Regions from separate parts of the Capsicum annuum genome. Here region 1 is linked to region 2. A link is a contact called in public Hi-C data. All regions are on one chromosome and are shown on one strand. The core of a region is the stretch at or near the end of the contact, and the rest is flanking DNA. Distances in the headings are between cores, read along the strand shown.

Region 1 (7,572 bases), core at 3,906-6,405, 280 kb before region 2:
AGCCATTTCTTGCTGCAGCTTATCTTCTGCAAAATGACAGGCAAGTGCTATCTCAATATTAGAGTCGTGTCAAGTTTAAAACCACAAGTTCAGATTTTGGTACGTGCTAAAAGGAAATTCGCTCTCAAATTTCATGTTCACTCAAATAATAGTCATGTAGAATGAGATAGCTAAAGGCAGTATGTTCTTATTTAAGCAGACGGAAAAGTTGTACTATACTATACTCCATTGTTCTCTTATCTTGATCAAATATCACAACCAGTTATCACGTAACAGCTAAATGATTTTCTTTTTAAGGTAAGAAGTTTGATTATTACTTTTTATAGTATCAAAGAAAGACACTGTTAAATTTCATACTCAACGAAATATCATTTTAAATGAAATAGGGACATTTCTTATTTAAGCAGGTGAAAAAGTTGTGTTTCACTATGTATTTTCTTCTCTTGATCACAAATATCACAACTAGCTACCCTTCATTTTCAAACCTGCCGACTCCTACTTATGGAAAAGTATTATCAAGGGTCAAGAAGTCTGCAACTTAGGAATAGGATGGGATATTCCTAACGGCTCGATAATCCATCTCTAGACTGACCCCTGGATACACCCTCACACTACCCACCGCCAACTTATACATGGTCCTCTAACTAAACAAGAAAACCCCACACACCCTTGCCAGCATAATATCCAAATGTGCTTGGAATCTGGATGCCATTTCCTTTATCAAACTATTAGCTATCCTACAACTTATTTTAACTACTTATATTCCACACAATTCAATCTACTGATCAACCATACTGGCACCCTACCAGTGATGGCTATTTTTCTGAATCTTCGACATACGCCCTCCACGCTTGAAGCAGTATTACCCAAAACTCAACCTTCACCCATATACTGGGCTTGGCAACTACCAACGTCTAACAAATTAGAACACTTTATGTGGCTACTCCTCCGTCAAAGTCTTCCTACAAATGCTTAACTCTATTACTGACAAATTATACCAGCATCTTCTGTCAATTATGAAAATTAGGTGGCTACCACACGGACGATCAACTGCACATCTTCCGTCATTGTCCCCCAGCAAAACAAACCTGGGATTACTTTGATCTTTTTCCTCCCACCTCTACCCTACTCTCACTCAAAACAGTTTTGCTCCAATAACCAGCCCATATTAATCCATCACCTCACAGTTAGAAAGCCAATCTTATTCCTTTTATCCTTTGACATCTATGGATCAACCGAAATAACCACTTTAACGCAATCACACATCTTGTTTCACTTCGACATCTCATCAATCAGGTGCTCGAAGACAATCATCTAGCCATCAATCCCCTTCATCTCCCCAAACACACTTTCATTAAAGTAATCAGAATGCTTCACCACCAGGCTACAATAAACTAAACATCAATGGAGCTTTTGACGGACTACACAACTTGGTGATGCGGGTGACGTATCCAGAGACACCACAGCAGCCTGGATTTTTAGATATGCTAACCACTCTACCACACTTCAATTCTACAAGCAAAACTACTTGCACTGTTACTTGGTCTGAGCTTAGCTTTTCACAACTCATCGCAACTGATTCACAGGTACTTCTCAGACTCTGATCCAGTTCTCAGCCACATCTACAGAAAAGCAATGGCGTGGCTTTTGGCAAACTACGACAAAATAATGGCTACTGAAAGATTACTAGTATCTCGTCCTTTTTGATACACCACCTACTTGTACTATGATGCAACTTAAACTAGACTTAACAGGGACTGAGACCACACATTCAGTTCCTTAATATATTAGTTAATCTTTTACGTTTCCCAGTCCTAATACTATGTGCTTAGGCTGAACTAAACAGGGACTGAGAGCACGAGTTTCATTCAACATATTATCTTTTACGTTTTTCAGACCTGATACTATGTACTTTAGTTAGTTCCTTTACTACTATGTAATCATGTTCCTTTCCATCAATAAAAGTGCCCCAGTTAGCAAAAAACAGAAAAGCTATCACCTGACATCTAAATGATTTCCCCAATATTCCATTTTAAGCAAACGAAAAAATTGTTTTCTCTTTTCTTTTCTTGACATCAAATATCCAAATATTTAAATGAGTAGAAACATAATGTACTAGAAAAATATCAGTCAATGGTGATGGAAGATGTGATGTTAATCCAATCGTGTGGTCTAAATTAAAGAGACAGCTTTGAAAATTAAGCCATGGCTGAAACTTGTTGAGTGGATGGAAATACAAAATACCACACTATATATAGCACAAACCTCAACTAATTGGTGGAAGCCTGGGAAGCTGTGACACCAATTATTCATCAAAAGAGAACAAAAGAAGTGCAACATATGTGCTGTGCAAATATATTAACTCAATATGATTCACCACATTACAAACACCTAATTTTTAAACACTCCAGTGCCAAAAATAAAAAGGGGTCTAAGCAATTGTAAATTCTGAAGGTTCATCTCAAGCAAGACATTCATATCTCTCTTGATTTACCAGGCTGCAGCTCAAACTATTGGAGGAAATGGAATCATTTGTTTACTGTAAGTTACTACGCAAACGAATACAAGGAAGACTGAAAAGGCTAACCTTAAGCTTGTCAGCCAACAGTTCACTTCAGCAATTAGCATAAGTTAATCAGAAGAGCTCTCAGATCTGTATCACACTTTATAGCAAGTTCTCAAAATTCTTCATTCATGAATGAACATCACATACAAGCTTGGCGTAGCAAATACATAAACAAGAAAATAATAAAATGCTGAACTTTGCAACAAACCATGTGCTTCGGAAACCTCTTCAACGACGGTATCTGTAACGTTTGAAGTTAAAGTACAAATGCAGAATCCCTCGGTCGAATATGCACTTGAACCCCTTTTTATGAGAGTACTCCCATTCTCTGTTAACAATTCGGAAAGCTATATCCTCATAAGGAGGGCCAGCATGGAATTTTATGATGCAAGTATCAGCACTATCTCCATCCTTCTCTATGACATAAGTTGGAGCTCTTGCTTTGTCAACAAGATCAGGATAAAAGATATTGAATTTGTATCCCTGCACAATCTTTGGAGGTGGATTGTCATGATCATAATGAGTTTGATTATACTTGTTCCATTCATAACCAGTATGAACACGATTGAAATACTTCGGCTTCCTTGGCCTATACTTGTCGTGCCACCAGTACACCTGTGAATCAAGATTAATTTCGTCGTTTGATCCAAACACTGCATCCCCTTCCTCCATTGCTCCCATAGTCTTGAAAGCTTTCTTCTCAAAGTTGTCTTCCGCAGGAGTTGGTGGCAAAATCTTATCTTGGGCACGTCTCTCTTCCAAAACAGCCATACGTTTCCTCTCGAGTATTGCCCTGTCCTCTTCAGGATCAACTGCTTCTTCTTTATCATCCCCGTGCATTAACACAGGCGAATAAGAACCCACATCTTCATCATCATCATCTTCCTCCGCCTCCTCCACCTCGTTCTCCTTCACCTCCTCATTCAAGAAAGGTTCCGGAGACATGGCTTGAGCATCATTTAGCTCACGATCCACGTCTTCCTCATCAGTCTTCAATGTCTCTTCCACCTCTACATCACGACTCTCCAATGGTTTCTCAAGATGCTCAAGATGTTTACGCAACATTTTCGCATGAATTTCCCTCAAACAAGCCTTCGCCTTGTAAATCTGAAGCCGTTTAAGAATAGCTTCCCAATACTCCACCACTTTAGCAGTACCAGACCGCATCTGCGACTCAATTTGCGACTGCAATGCTTCCAACTCACCATAACCTTTCCCCTGCAGCAACGACTTAACATCCGTCTCAATACTCGAATGCAAACCCCTCTCTTCCACAGCCAACTCAGGCGGTAATTCCTCTCCACGCACTCGCGCTTTATCCATTGCTTCTCTCTTCCTAGCTTCCGCCAATTCCCAATTACAAACCACCAAAAGCGCCTCCCAGTACTGTATATGCAACGGCGTTTCCCTATCCAAATCAATATGCAATTTAATATCTTCCTGAAGTTCCTTCATTTCCTTTATACCTAAACCCCTAAACACCACATAAGGCTCATCAATCTCCACGTCGAAATCTCCAGAAGGTTCTAATTGCTTAATAAGCACATCAATAGGCTTAACACGACCTTGACGAAGCCGAATTTCAGTACGAACTTTACTCTGATCGAAATGAAACTCCTCTTCCTTCTTTTCCCAATCCTGAAACTCCGCCCGAGCTCGTTCTCGAGCAAGCATTTGTAATTCTTCTTCCCTTTGTGCTTTTTCAATCGCTCTTTCTTCTCTCCGTTTTTTCACCTTTTCGATTTCCGCCATACGTTCTCGTTGCCGTTGTTTCTCTGCCTTCATTGAGAATGTATCCAGCGGCACGCCGCGAGTAACATCGCGTTCGATTTTCTTCCGCCATACGAAATTTTCATTTAAATTTGAATCTCCGAATGGATTTGAATCGTTTGAGTAACCTGAAACTTTCTGCGTTTTCAACTTCTTTGCTACTTTCGCTGCTTTCTTCTGTGCTTTCTTCGCCATGTATAAAGCAATTTCTTCTTCAGTAATTTTCTTCTTCTTCTTCTTATTTCGCTCGTCGGAACTACTACTCTCTTCCTCGGAGTAATTTCTAGGTCTTCGACTTTTGCTTCCGCTTGAACGGCGGCTAAGGCTACGGCTACGGCTGCTTGTCGGCGGAGACGAGTCGGATCCGGAATCAGTGCAAGAAACTGAATCGGAGTCTGAGGCGGATTCATCGGAAGATCGGCGTCGGCATTTGCCGGATTTGGACGCCGACTTACCCTTACTGCTACGGTTGCCGGAACCCATTGCGATGGCGGTGGCGGCGGAATTGCTGTGAGATATCCGATGATCCGATTGGCGATGAAAATAGATGTGGGCTTTTGTAAAGGGCAAAAAGGTACGAGTATACTGATATCATAGGCCCATAAATTCTTACAAATTGTATTTGGAATTTAAATTCGAAGAAAAATATTTTATTTATAAGCTCAAATCAATGAATCATTTCTGTATTAAATAATTAAAGACTAAAAACTAAAGTACCAAAAGGGCAACCAAAATAAGAAGTGTTATTTTCTTTATTAACTATCTTCGGTCTGTATATTACAAAGTGGGCAAAGGTCTATATATATATATATATATATTTTTCAATATGATGAGCGGATTGTTCTATTCTTAATTAGCGATTTCGAATTCAAACTCTGATATATAAAGAAAATCCAAAAATGAGTTCTACAGTGCGTGTGTTTTGAATTAATCAGTGCTTCAATATGAATATTCAAACATAGTGGGGGAGCCATGATTTTTCACCAAAGAGTTCACAAGTGAACATACAAACTAATTGAAGATGATTCGACATCTAGTAAATATACATAAAAAATAATTTTAATCATATATATATTATAATTTTTTATCAAAGAGGGTTTGAATGACCCCAATCCTACATGTAGCTCACTTCCTACCCAAACATTGAGTAAAAAACTTAAAAAAAAAAAAAAAATCGTCAAAAATAAATGGCACACTACACATACAATATTACGTGGAAGACTACAAGCGGTAGCACTTCTTGAGGCCCAAGTAAATACTTGACTATTATTTCTACTTGAAGCTCAAGTAAATTACTTGGCCATTACTTCAAGTCATGGTTATCCATATATTACATAATATTCTGCTTGATTTTCTTATTTTTTTCTCACAATAGAAAATAAGTAATATATCATAATCTACATTATAATTTATATCTAATTTATCTATATCCATACTATATTAAAAGTGTAAAGGGTTTTAGAAATATCGTTTAAATTTTTCTCCTTTATTAAAAATCTTTGTTTTAGACAAAATCGTCTTTTCACTATTTTTCTAATATTTAAGAGTTAAAAATTACTTAAATATATTTATGATAAAATCTTTTCTTATTATCGTCTTTTTACTGTTTTACTAATACTAGTTTAGGTGTACGCGCTTTATGCGTGTACCTCACTTTAATGAGTTCAAACATTACACTAAATAGTATATTTATTTAAATAATAAAGATGGATATAATAATTAAATTTAATATCTTTTGAGTATGTGAAAATGGAGAATTTATTTATTAAATCTAATTTTTATCAAAAATATTTTTAAAAGCCGATCGACATTCATCTACCATCTGTAAATTGCAACAAAATAATACAATGATAAAGACATCAAAATAATACAATTAAATCTGATCTTTATACACAATTTTTTTTCAAAGTCGTCTGACACTCATCTACCACCTGTAAACAATAATAAAATAATACGATAATAGAAATATCAAAATAATACAACTAAACCTAACATTTAAAAAAAAAATTCTCAAAGCCGACCAACATTTATCTATCACTTGTAAATTACAACAAAATAATACAATAAAAGTGATATCAAAACAATACAATTAAACTTAAATTTTACACATAAAAAATTCTCAAAGCCGATCGAGATTCATCTACCAATTGTAAACTACCACAAATTAACAAACTAATAGAGATATTAAGATAATACAATTAAACCTAACATTTACCTAAAAAAAATAATTCAAAGCTCACCCATATCCATCTAGCATCTGTAAATTAAAATAAAACAATAAGAGAATAAAGATATCAAAATAATACAATTAAATCTAACCTTAGTGATCACAAAGCTTCGATTTTGATTCAACTAATTCTTATCTGAGCGAAAATTTTGATCCTAAAGAATGATTTTAAATGAAAACAAAGAAGATATATGTATATGTATATATATATATACACACACATGTTAAATTATATTATGCTGACAAAAACAGTGAGAGGTTGAGGATAAGAAAATCAAGCATCCACCAATCTAGACATGCAATCGAATCAAGTTAGATGAGAATCAACCATATTCTCCCAATAGGCAAACCGGTTTGTTCTCTAGTTTAACGTACATCTCAATATTTATAGAAGTATTTTCTTAATATAGTCCTATTTTAGGAGTATTTTTCTAATTGAACAGTAGAAAGTAAAATATTAATTAATTCTCCTACTATATATTTTAGGAGTCCCATATATTTTAGGAAGTCTAGTCGAAAGAAAAATATTAATTAATTATCCTATCATATATTTTGGGAGTCTCATATATTTTTAGGAAACCTAGTTAATATAATAAAAAATAATTAAATAATAAATTTAAAAAATAATGAAAAGACAATTTTGCCTAAAGAAAGTCTTTTAATGAAGGACAAAAAGTTCAAATCACTTTTTTAAGGATTTCACACTTTTAATATATTATAGATATAGATTATAGATTAAGAGTTAAAAATTAATTAAATATATTTATGGTAAAACTTTTTCTTATTAAAAGTCGTCAGAATTAATGACAACTAAATACATGTTTTCATTAGTTTAAGAATTATATATCAACTAAATTTGATTTTAAAAAGATTTGAAAAATCTTGAAATAAATATAAAAGCGTTAGAACAAGAAAAATTTAAGAAGTACCAAAATTTTAAAAGTTTTAAGTACGTAATCAATAATTTTGTAAAGATTTGACTTTAAAAATAATGAAAGATTTTACATAT
Region 2 (6,883 bases), core at 4,072-6,571:
TCTGTTGAGAAATATGCTAATAAGGTAAATTACCCTCCGAAACTAATCTTATTGTCATTACTGTACCTTAATGCCTGTTCATGGCTTCATGCTTCTCAAATTCTATCTCTGATAGCTCTATTGTTGTAAGTTCTAAACAGCTATTGTACTTGTTTTGGACCTTTTGGTGTACTTAAATAACTTCTGCAATCCGATGTGTCAACTCACAATCCTAAACTCTCAGAAGAAATGAAATGCTTGATGACAATTAATGTTTCTTCCTAATTAAGGAGCTAGTTTGCAAAAGATTTCTAGTGATCCATTTTATTTTACTTTACTTTTTAGACATGTAATACTTGATCACAAGTGTTAATTGCTCTCTAAAAGTGATTGCAATATAGAAAACTATTTAAGTACTTGATTAGTATGTCGAAGTATACAAGGGTTTTCGCTAGCTGTACTAATGTTTCTTTTCTTCCTCTTGTCTCAATGACTTTCTGTTTGTGCCTCGTGAATTTCTGCAGTGCAAGAAAATGGTCTTTGAATATGCACCAGTGATCCTCATTAACGCAGAGCATTTTCTGGAGAAAAATGATGTGTGTACTATTTTGCATGTCTGTCAGCCTGCTGTTGGTATAGAGGAAGCATTGCCAAAGACACAAAGTTCACTGCATTCTGCCTCTTAAGTGGAGATAGGCTGTTGAGCTTGCTTGGTATGTGTTGTATGTATACAAACAATTGGATTATCGTCTTTCAGTTTGTGCCTCATTTGTGTATAATGTGTAAATTGAAGTGCAAACTTCATCTCTTGTTTATATACAATGATGTTTATGGGAAAAGCTCGATAAATAAAAGATACGACATTCTTGATTGCTATGGGCACTTTGATTGGATTGTATTTGGTTGAAAAATCTGAATGCAAGAAGTTATGAGATGTTTAATACTGTTTGCTTAGTCAAGTTGAGTCAATTAAGGTAACTTTTTGGCCCCAAATTGATTGATTATGTACTTGCTCTCTTTCAAGAGAAGGGGATAGAACGTTACAATGTCTCCATGTTGTCAAAAAAGCTGTTGTCAGCAGAAAAGATGGCTGAGATGGTGCAGTAGGTGAGGGATCGATTTCCTTGCCAACTTCTTCTCAGTCGAACTCGTAGCATCGGGTTTGCCTAGTGTGATTTACATCTCTTGTAAAGGTTACGAGTTATTGCATAGGAGAGGATTTACTCAATGAGCAAGTGAGACACACCGGCTGGAGATTTTCCTGAGGTTCTTAAAAAGAAAACCCTCGTAATTTTCTAATGAAGAATGTTGGATTTAAGCATCAACCTTTTTGTAAATTTTAGACACGTCAAACTTCGAAAAATAAAGAACTGTTCTGATTAAATATTTCGTATCAAAACATAAATCTAATTTGGTGAAAGTACTTTAAGACATTCATACTTGTTCCGATTTTTATACTCCACAACTAAAGATTATTTTATTTAAATTTCAAATGTTTGATGCGTACTGGGCCAGTTGGTGGAGATGTTCCCTGCAAGATTTCAACTCATGCTGGCTTTCTACTTATTCTATTTGTTACGGGATGCGATAAACTCTTGGGAACAAATTGTTAGTTACTTTTTTTTTTCTGAGGGGAGTTGGGGGTTTGGGGGTGGGGTGGGTGGGTGGGGGTTGGCAGAATATTAGTAAAATATAATGCAAGTTGTAGTTCGATAAATAAAACGAAGGAGGTTTTTGTAAAATCATTTTCTGATTATAGTATTCGATTTCATTATATGCGTTTGGGACAATCAAATCACATATCCTAGAAAGGAGAACTAACCCCAAGGATCCACCTCAATTCAAATTGCAAGTTGAATGCGACACATTTGGTTATACTTCAACAACATACCAGTCCCACAAATGAGGTCTGAGGAGGGTAGAGCATACGCATACATTATTACTACTTCAGAGAGGTAGAGAGGTTGCTTCCGAAAGACCCTTGGCTCAAGTGTAGAATCTAGGTACAAAATTTGGTTATGAATCTCATAATTCATTGTCTCTAGATAAAATTTTCTTAGATCTCCCGATTTAGTTGACATGAAAATTACAAATTTAGTTATTTTTATTTCTAAGTTCAATCTATTTTGTTCTTGATATAAAAATAAAGAAAGATCTTTCAAATTCAAACTAAATTTTGGTTATGTCGGTTCAAATTAATATACTTTTAGGAGGTTTTCTGCATTTTTCCACTGACAAATAATTTGAAAAATCTGAACTTTTTTAGATAGGTTGAGTCGAATAGTAGTGATACAAAACACTTCTTTTGACACTGCAAACTCATAATATTAGATTCTAACGTGAATTTCTGACCACATTCTTCACAACACTCACTTATATCTTCCTTACAACGTTATGAAGGAAAGAGCCGAGAAGATATTATACGCCTCTACATCAAGTATTGAGTAGATATCACACAATAACTATCCTACACTCTCACATAAAACCAAACAATTTCATAGCAACTTTCACTTATCATTAATATCCTGTTTGGCCAAACTTACAAAATCAACTTATTTTGAGAAGTGTTTCTTAAAAAAGTACTTAAGCAGTTTGTGTTTGGCCAATAAATTAAAAAAAGTACTTTTAAGCAACAATTAGTATTTGACCAAACTTTTAAAAGTGCTTTTAAGTTATTTTTCTCAAAAGTTCTTTTTTTAAAATTGTTTTTAGGAAGAAGCTACCTTTTTTAGCTTATGAAAACTGTTTCTGCTACTCCTTAAAAACACTTATTTTCTCCCAAAAGCTTGGTCAAACATTTCAATTTTTTAAAATAAGCACTTCTTAAAAAAAAAAAAAAAAAGATAAGCACTATTTTGAGGAAAAAAAGTTTGGCCAAACGGGCTATAAGAAAGTTAAAATAGGAAAAAAGCAAATCCTTCTCCATCCTATTTCCAACTATCCAGAAAAGAATATTCCTATTGAAATCCATGATCTCAATAATCATTTTACTTTGAAAAATGAGATTATTAGCAAATTGGAGTTAACAGGCCAAGAAAAATTATATACATAACCCAGTATTTTTACTATGTTTGCAGAGAGTACAAAAATACAATACAATACTATGATATGTATTGTATACATTATGCTTAATAACTCTTCACATAATAATAGGTGTAAAACAGGTTTTGCCAAACCTGACTTGGTAGTTGAATTCATATTTGCAAAAATGTAGTAAGTTCTTCTCTTCTTGCTCCGATATGTGCAGAAACTAGTCCGAACATCATCATCATCGTCTCGATACACATTCATCAAAGTACTCAACAACAGTCATATCCTTTTTCCCTTTCAATTTTAGTCGGTCGAGTAGCTTCAAATAACTCATCGTGCCTTTTGCAATATCAACACATTTTGTGCCAATAGAGAATGCAGGCAAACTCGAGAACAAAGGAATAACTCCTGCCGCAATTACGTGCGTAGACATTTCTCAGGGTATTCAACAACTAGAGCCATATCCCTTTCTCCTTTTAAGCTCTAGTCAGTCGAGCAGCTAATTCCAACGTAATGAACTCATTCCTGCCACATAGAAATCTCTTTAGCAGGGGGCGTTCCCTAAATACCGAGAGAATGCAGGCAAATTAGAGAACAAAAGAGTGACTCCTGTCCCTAAACAAAGCATCAGTTAGCTTATGCTCCTAGCTGAAGTCAAGAGATTTCGAAATCTCTTTTTCCTGTGCTATCAAAAATAACAAATAGCACCCAGTCCGAATTCTATAATAGAGAACGCTATAATAACATTTGGGCCATCGAGAGAGGTGAAATTTACCTCTTTAGCTACCGGGAACCTGTCCAGCCCATCCTATACTGTTCCGTTCATAAAAAGAATTCACTTAACTCTGGCTTAAATTTCTGTTTCCATATTTCTCTATCAGGTCCAACACCAATCTCATTTCTTTTAACTTCTACAATCACCACTTTCTCCGTTAACTGGTTGATCTCCGTTACTAAAACAAATTTCCCATTTCGCCCTTCAACTCTCACGTCTGCGCCATTTTTTCCAGTAACTCTCATCCCTTCCGCCTTCGCCACCTCTTCAATCCTCTGCGTTATTCTCTCTGGTGACGCTGCTGAAACAAATCTCTCAACATCCACAGTGTCTTTACCTCCTAAACACTTCAACAATCCAGACAGATTAACACCTGAGGATAATGAGATAATATGAAACGCGTTGAGAAATTTGCCATCGCGATTTACATCCGATCCATTTTTTAGCTCAAATTCATCACCTAGATGCGATTTCACCTCTTTGTAACCCTTCTTAAACCACGGATCATTTCTAATCTCTTCAATGGATATTCGAGTCTCAGGATTCGTGTCAAGGAGACGAGTCAGCAACATTTTCAATCCGAGTGAGGTCCATTTAGGGCAACGAAACTCGCCTTTGTAAATCTTCCTGTACATCGTCATTAAATTTGAATCGGTAAATGGTAAATAACCTGCATTCAGCACAAAAAGTATGATCCCGCAGGACCATAAATCGACTTTAGCTCCACTGTATCCCTTCTTCTCGAGGATTTCAGGAGCAACGTAAGCTGGAGTACCACAAAGCGTATGGAGAGATCCATCGGGTCGGATCTGATCTGTTACTGCACTCAACCCGAAATCGGTAACCTTGAGATCCCAATTTTCATCTAACAGCAGATTCTCCAGTTTCAGATCACGGTGATATACACCACGAGAATGACAATAATCAACGGCGGAGATCAATTGTTGAAAATATCGACGGCTGAGATCTTCGCTAAATCTACCTTTGGTTACCTTAGTGAACAGCTCTCCACCTTTCGCAAATTCCATAACGTAATAGATCTTCGTCTTCGTTGCAAGAACTTCATGAAGGCGCACGATATGAGGATGACGCAACCTGCGCATAATAGAAATCTCTCTCTTAACATGCTCCGTAAATCCACCTTTCAATACCTTCTGCTTGCTTATCGTTTTGATGGCGACGCTTTGTCTCGTTCTAATGTCCCTAGCATGATAAACCTTCGCAAATGCGCCGCATCCGAGGAGTTTTCCGACTTCATATTTACCGAAAAGGTTCAGCTTAAAATCTCCGGTAGTAGATCCGGCGGAGGTTCCGGCGGTGGTTATGGTGGCGGATGATGATGAACTGCTTTCGCTACGTAAGATCTCTGGCATTACTAGTAGCAAATTCCTCGGGATGTTTTTCTTCGTTTTGCATCAAATTGGTGTATGACGAGAAATATGAAGAAGCATAAAGCTTCAATTTGAATGATTTCCAGAAGAATCGTAATAGCAGCTATTACGCAAGAAGAGAGAAGATTCTAAATGGGGATTGGTCCAGGAAGGTACGTATAGTGTGAATTTTGATGCCCTCAATTTCTACATTTTTTTTTGTATAAAATACTTTTAAGTTTTTATTTATGAAGTCACTATTAAAGTTTTTTTTGTCAGAATTCATTATTAAAATTCAGAAGTTTAAATTTCTATATTTTAATTGGTAACATAAATTGGGGGAGAGTTGTAATTCTATATAATCATTACTTGCTTCATATTTAATTTGACATACTTCTCAAAAAATAATACTCACTTAGTAAATACTCCCTCCGTTTCGAAATAAGTGAATTGTTGGAATATTTATTGATATTTCAAAATAAGTGAATCATTGAATTTTTTTTCAAATTTACCCTTATGATTTGAGTACCAATTAACTTTTGAAAAGGTATTACAAGGCCAATTCTTTCTTTTTTTGAGATAAAAATGAAAAGTTATGTTAAATTTATGTCTATAATGTTTTTTCCTTAATATGTGTGTCAAAATTCAACAATTCATTTATTATGAAACGGAGGGAGTAAAAGAATTATTTATTATATTGCCTTTGTTAATTATAAATAATTTAAAAATTAGAACTGAATATTGGTTAACCACATAAATAAAATAAATATAAAATAATAAATTATCTCATGTTTTCTAAAATTTGATAAATAAAGTTATACAATTATTTTTTATATGCCGGATAAATAGAAATGGATAAAAAGATCATAAATTTAAATTGTGAAAATAAACTTTTGACAAAATTATTAGATAATGCTGATATATAATAGATTTGGCAAAAATTTTAATACATTAAAATGTAAAAATGTACAAAGAAAGTATTAATTTGATGGGTCAACGCGGAAAGGTTTGATACTTTTTTTGTTAAAAAAAGGATTGGAGGAGAAAAATTATAGGTAGGCGAGAATGGGCAATGGGTACCGACGTGTTCAAATTACCCACGTTACTCATTTTATTTTAGTTGGAACAAAAAATAAAGACAAGTTAAAAGACGATGTTCTGCCAACTGCAGATCTAACAAACACAAATTAATTGCTTATCACATCGATCATGAGGTGTTAACAGAAATGATTAAACTAGAAAGTTCTAAATAAATGTAATAAATAGAGGGACTTAATAGCTATTGTACTACTTTGTGATAAATGTCTGGTGTGAAAATATTTTTCACCCTCAACTTTATTTTAAAAATCAAACTTGGTTTTTTATTTTAAGTAATAAGCACACTTCCTTCTTTTACTTTGATAATATTTATTTTAACATAGATATTTACAATATCTTCTTATATTATACATTATTTATTTTAATCAAATATTTATATATTTTTATTTAATTCCTTTAGTATTATAAGTAGAATAACTTTTTTAATGAACTTGTCACAAAAGCTAATACTACTTTTTATGATTATTATTTTATCGAGATAACACACAAGTATTTTCGGTCCCCCCCCTCCTCCAACTATATCCAAAGTTATTATGACACACTTAAATTTTGACGGGTGTCCTATTACCTCATAAATGCATTTTTTTGATTTTGTGTTCCTTTTTGCTGACGCGACGATTTAAGTATTCGA

Evidence for each region. A called contact is a pair of places that touch in the nucleus more often than the background predicts.
Region 1: a Hi-C map of bud shows a contact between it and region 2, with 3 times the contacts expected there. The contact joins the promoter of LOC107843425 here to the promoter of LOC107843428 in region 2. A contact is called at or near these places in 3 of 5 Hi-C or Micro-C datasets (bud, leaf and placenta).

The regions. Positions count from the first base shown.
Region 1 is chr10:183,903,414-183,910,985 of UCD10Xv1.1, reverse strand. LOC107843425 (cactin) reads right to left here and starts at 5,155. Exons shown (of 1, transcript XM_016687720.2): 1 at 2,665-5,155. The coding sequence starts at 4,819. The coding sequence ends at 2,795. LOC124888160 (a long non-coding RNA gene) reads left to right here. Exons shown (of 2, transcript XR_007046273.1): 1 at 1-297; 2 at 1,587-1,984.
Region 2 is chr10:183,625,034-183,631,916 of UCD10Xv1.1, reverse strand. LOC107843428 (CBL-interacting serine/threonine-protein kinase 14) reads right to left here and starts at 5,321. Exons shown (of 2, transcript XM_016687724.2): 1 at 3,785-5,321; 2 at 3,008-3,534. The coding sequence starts at 5,157. The coding sequence ends at 3,832. It overlaps LOC124888159 (a long non-coding RNA gene), which reads left to right and starts at 5,198. Exons shown (of 2, transcript XR_007046272.1): 1 at 5,198-5,327. It overlaps LOC107843427 (prosaposin), which reads left to right. Exons shown (of 6, transcript XM_016687723.2): 5 at 1-24; 6 at 504-855. The coding sequence ends at 665.